Linked DNA regions of Pan troglodytes: region 1 is linked to region 2. The links are chromatin contacts, called in public Hi-C maps. All regions are on one chromosome and are shown on one strand. The core of a region is the stretch at or near the end of the contact, and the rest is flanking DNA. Distances in the headings are between cores, read along the strand shown.

Region 1 (2,700 bases), core at 83-2,582, 140 kb after region 2:
GGCCACATTCTATTCATTTCAGGAGAGTCACTGAGTCTGGCCCACACTCAGGGGGAGGGAAATTAGGCTTCACATTTTGAGGGGAGGAGTATCAGAGGATTTGTTGGCATTAAAACCTTCAGGAGAGAAAGGAGAACAACTGGGTGAACAGGGGCAGAGCTGGGAGGGAGATTTTCACTACACATATCTTTGTACTCTTTGAACTACATACTTGACTATATTAGTCAAGTAATTTTTTTTTTTTTTTGAGACGGAGTCTCGCTCTGTCACCCAGGCTGGAGTGCAGTGGCGCGATCTCTGCTCACTGCAAGCTCCGCCTCCGGGGTTCACGCCATTCTCTTGCCTCAGCCTCCCGAGTAGCTGGGACTACAGGGGCCCGGCACCACGCCCGGCTAATTTTATGTATTTTTAGTAGAGACGGGGTTTCACCGTGTTAGCCAGGATGGTCTCGATCTCCTGACCTCCTGATCCGTCCGCCTTGGCCTTCCAAAGTGCTAGGATTACAGGCGTGAGCCAACGCGCCCAGCCATTTTTTTTTTTTTTTTTTTTGAGACAGGGTCTTGCTCTGTCTCCCAGGCTGGTGTGCAGTGGCACGATCACCCTCATGGCAGCCTCAAATTCTGGGCTCAAGCGGTTCTCCTGCCTCAGCCTCCCGAAGACCTGGGACTACAGATGTGGGCCACTACTCCTGATTAACTTTTTTCAAATAATAAATTAATTACATTTATTTTACAAAGAAACATTTCAAGCTACAACATTTGGTAAAATCAGAAAAGATGAAGAAAAAAGGTCCAAAGAGGGTGTGGGCTGGGCGCGGTGGCTCACGCCTGTAATCCCAGCACTTTGGGAGGCCAAGGCCGGCGGATCACGAGGTCAGGTGATCGAGACCATCCTGGCTAACACGGTGAAACCCCGTCTCCACTAAAAATAGAAAAAATTAGCCAGGCGTGGTGGCGGGCGCCTGTAGTCCAGCTACTCAGGAGGCTGAGGCAGGAGAATGGCATGAACCCGGGAGGCAGAGCTTGCAGTGAGCCGAGATCGTGCCACTGCACCCCAGCCTGGGCAACAGAGCAAGACTCCGTCTCAAAAAAAAAAAAAAAAAGAGGGTGTGAATGGGAGAAATTGGTTGAGGTGAAATCGACCTTCACCAAGACAGGTGGGAAAAAGGGAAGGTCTACTTGGTGCGCCCCCTGGACCCTCTCTTCCCCTCATTTAGCACTGTCACTTTCCAGGGCATGGGATGGTAGGCAGCAGCAGTTCTGGATAATGGATTTGTGGAAGAGAAGAATCCATCTAAAGCACTCTTTAGCCACAGCCCATGATCACTTTTTTAAAAAAATTTTTATTTTTTGCTTTGCTGTTGTTCCACTCTGTCCATACATTGTTTAATACAGGATGGCACACAATACCATTCCTGGTTAAATGTTTCACTTAACAAGCGCCACCCTCTACTCCTCCAACTCCTGTCTCAGGTTTGACAGCTATTTTTTTAACCTAATTTGCGCACGCCAAGAGGATTTCACCTAGTAACTACACGGAGAGACATCCGATGCGTACAAAGACGTGGCATGAAACGCTGCAGGTTTATTGTATCTATAAAAAGATCGTTAAGGTCGAGCGTGCTAACGTGTGCGGTACTAACTGTACTCACTACGCCCTGGTCACTTTATAGCACAAGTCCGAGGCAAGGAAAGAAGTTTTACAAACAAAACTGGTCAACTGTTCTATCTTCTTACTCCTGGAAAACAATAAAGGTCCACTTTCAAACCATTTGGACGCACTTGCTCCTTCTAAAGGGTTAGGGAGTCCCGGCAGACAGCGTACCCCTCCCCGCCCAGCAGCAGAGAGCAAAGTCCTTCCTGCCGATCCTGCAGACCCCGGAGTCCAAATGGGACCCCGTCCGCACGACCGCGGAGTCGCCTCCGAAGACGGCGGTGTCTGGGGCGCGGAGGGCACGGCTGGAGGCTGAGTGGGGTCCACCTTCGCGTGGCCCAGGCTCTTCCATTCACGGGGGGCCCCGCCAGGTTCAGGCTCCAGCCCTGGGTAGTGAAGGGGAAACGGGGAACGGAAGGAGGGAGGGCACGTCACGGGAGCAGGACTGCAGGACCGCGGGTCAGGGGGCGCAGGAACGCCAAAGAAAAGACAAGCACCGAGGGCCGGGAAGGGTGTAGGCTGCAGTGGCAGCGGATCCCCGGCCGCCGCTTCCGGCGCCTCCCGGCCCAGCTCTCCCGCGCCGACTCTGCCACATCCTCCGGTGACGTCAGCCGGGGCCGCCATATTGGAAAGGCGCCGCCGCCGCCTCCGCCTTGGAGCTCGGGGTGTTTCGGGGGCTGCGGCCACAGGCAGGAAGGCGCTCCTCTCCTGCCCCGCCGACGCCCGGCCAGCCCGCTTCGCCCTGACCTGTTTCCTCATGACTGCCCCCGGCCCCGCTGCCGACGGACCTCGCCCCGGCGTCCGGATTTAACACGGAAACCCGGGTCGGAGGCCGCGCGGGGAGGAGGAGGGCGACCCGGTCGGTCCCGCGACCCTCTCGGCCCGGCTCGGCGCCTCGGGGGGAGCCATGACCTCGCTGACCCAGCGCAGCTCCGGCCTGGTGCAGCGGCGCACCGAGGCCTCCCGCAACGCCGCCGACAAGGAGCGGGCGGCGGGCGGCGGCGCCGGCAGCAGCGAGGACGACGCGCAGAGCCGCCGCGACGAGCA
Region 2 (2,700 bases), core at 25-2,524:
CTCCCGAGTAGCTGGGATTACAGGCGCCCGCCACCACACCAGGCTAATTTTTGTATTTTTAGTAGAGATAGGGTTTCTCCATGTTGGCCAGGCTGGTCTTGAACTCCTGGCCTCAAGAAATCCACCCGCCTCAGCCTCCCAAAGTGCTGGGATTAGAGGCGTGAGTCATCGTTTGTCTCATTTTTGTTTACATTTAAAATAATAAACCTTGAGGTCGGGCGCGGTGGCTCACGCCTGTAATCCCAGCACTTCGGGAGGCCGAAGCGGGTGGATCATCTGAAGTCAGGAGTTTGAGACCAGCCTGGCCAACATGGTGAAACCCCCGTCTCCATTAAAAATACAAAAATTAGCGGCATGGCGCGGTGGCTCATGCCTCTAATCCCAACACTTTGGGAGGCTGAGGCGGGCGGATCACGAGGTTAGGGGTTTGAGACTAGCCTGGCCAACATGGTGAAACCCCGTCTCTACTAAAAATACAAAAATTAGCCGGGTGTGATGGCAGGCGCCTATAATCCCAGCTACTCGGGAGGCTGAGGCAGGAGAATCGCTTGAACCTGGGAGGCAGAGGTTGCAGTGAGCCTATACTACGCCATTGCACTCAAGCCTGGGCGACAGAACGACACACACACACACACACACACACACACACACACACACACACAATTAGCTGGATGTAGTGGCGGGCGCCTGTAATCCCAGCTACTCAGGAGGCTGAGGCAAGAGAATCGCTTGAACCTGGGAGACGGAGGTTGCAATGAGCAGAGATCGCGCCATTGCACTACAGCCTGGGCGACAAGAGCAAAACTCCGTCTCAAAAGTAAATAAATAATAAAATAAAAAACCTTGAACGTCATCGCTGTAAGTTGGGAACTCCTATAGCAAGATTCCATACATCCCATTTTTGGACGTTTTATTCCAAAGACACAAGCAAAGGGAAGAAAACGACTGCCGTGAACCACTGCTAACGACAACTTGGTGACTGCAGGATCATTGGACGACGGTTTTATCCTCGCCATCCAATCGTTGGAAAGTCCGGAGAGAACGCTCTCTGGATTGGTTGGAGGAAACATCTCTCCAAGTGCACTCAAGAATGGGTTGGGAGCGGGGTTCGGCCGGCAGCGCCTCGGGCCAATCAGAGAAAGCATGAGGGCGGGCTCTGCCGCAGGAAGGTGGTGAATCTCGGCGGGTCCAACTCTCCTGACGTGATGGGGGGGCGTGGCCTCCAGTTGCGGTCTCCCGGCTCTCTGGGCCCGCGCGCGGGGTGGGCGGGGCCCACGGGCCTGGGCGGGGCGAGCGGTGTCAGCGGCGGAGCCGGATGCGGGCGGCATCGCGGCGGTCGCGGCCCTGGGGATGGGCGGAGCCCCAGCCGCTAGTGCTGGTGGCCGCCGCTGCTGCCCCAGCTGGAGCCCGAGCCGCCGCCTCTGCGTCCGCGCGTCGCTGCTTCCCAGGGCGGCGGTATGCTGGGGAAAGGAGTAGTCGGCGGTGGCGGCGGCACCAAGGCCCCCAAGCCCTCCTTCGTGTCGTACGTACGCCCTGAGGTGAGGGGGCGCCGCGCAGGCGGGGCGTCGGGCAGGGGCGGCCGGGGCGAGGGGCGCCGGGAGCCCCTTCCTTGCAGCGGGGAGCGCCGCGGAGCGCTTCCTGCCCTTGTGCCGGGCGACGGGGCAGCCAGGCGGGCTGAGGCCGCAGGAGCGCGCTGGGGCCTCCGCGCGGGCCGGAATGGGGACCCTGGCGCAGGCAGGCAGGTGCCTGAGCGCAGGGCCCGAGCGCTGGAGGCTGGTGGAGGGGCCCGAGCCGAGAAGGGATTGCGGCCCGGAACGCCCCTGGGGATTCTGGAGAGGACCTGGGGTTGTGGGCACTGCTGGGAGGGGTAGGGCCGTGGGTCGGAGCCCCCAACGGGGCCTGCTCGGAGCCCGCGTGGGTCCGTCCTGCCTCTGGACTTTCTCAGTGAGCCCAGAAGCCCGCCGGCCTCCGCTGCCTGCGTCTGAGTGCCTCGGGTGCGGCTGGCGGGATGCCCTGCACCTACGTCCGCCTCCCGTCAGCGCTGCGGGGAGAAAAGGGGGTCGGCCTGGCCTCAGCCAGTCTCTGCTTGTCTCTCCCTTGGGAATTCTCCGCTGTCGCTTCTTTCTCCTCATCCCCTCACCATCATCCTTTCCACCCACTTCTTACTCTTCTGAATCTTCAGGTCAAGAAATTTGTTCATTCATTCAGAAAATACTTCTCGAGCTCCTACTGTGTGTCAGGCACTAAGTGCTTGTGATAGACATCAGTGAACAGGACAGAGATCTCTGCATTCCTGGAGCTTATTTGAGGGGGAAAGGAGAAACGGGGTGAATTATAGGTATTTAAGTAAATTATACGGTGTAGTAGGAGGTGATAAATATCATGGGAAAGAAAAGAAATCTTTTTCCTCCTCGCAAAGGTGGCATTTGAGCCGAGACTTGAAGATACGAGAGGTCTGAGAGAAGAGTCGTCCAGGTAGAGGGCACAGCCCCCGGGAAGGTCGTGAGGTGGGAGTGTGTCTGAAGGGTTGGCGGAGCGTCAAGGAAGCCAGCATGGCAGAGGCCCATGGACAAGGGGGACAGTCATAGGAGAGGAGGTTAGAGAGATCAGAACTTGTAGGCCTTGCTCAGGGCTTCTTGAGCAATAGTTCTTAATCCAAATGCCTAATGAGAAGCCTTCTCGTTTTGGATCTGTGAAGGT

Evidence for each region. A called contact is a pair of places that touch in the nucleus more often than the background predicts.
Region 1: a Hi-C map of stem cell-derived neural progenitor cells shows a contact between it and region 2, with 2.6 times the contacts expected there. The contact joins the promoter of GOLPH3 here to the promoter of MTMR12 in region 2. A contact is called at or near these places in 1 of 7 Hi-C or Micro-C datasets (stem cell-derived neural progenitor cells) and 1 of 1 datasets of contacts at active chromatin or transcription factors (stem cell-derived excitatory neurons).

The regions. Positions count from the first base shown.
Region 1 is chr4:80,589,877-80,592,576 of NHGRI_mPanTro3-v2.0_pri, forward strand. GOLPH3 (golgi phosphoprotein 3) reads left to right here and starts at 1,333. Exons shown (of 4, transcript XM_517830.6): 1 at 1,333-2,700. The coding sequence starts at 2,561.
Region 2 is chr4:80,454,598-80,457,297 of NHGRI_mPanTro3-v2.0_pri, forward strand. It overlaps MTMR12 (myotubularin related protein 12), which reads left to right and starts at 1,275. Exons shown (of 16, transcript XM_517831.8): 1 at 1,275-1,538. The coding sequence starts at 1,458.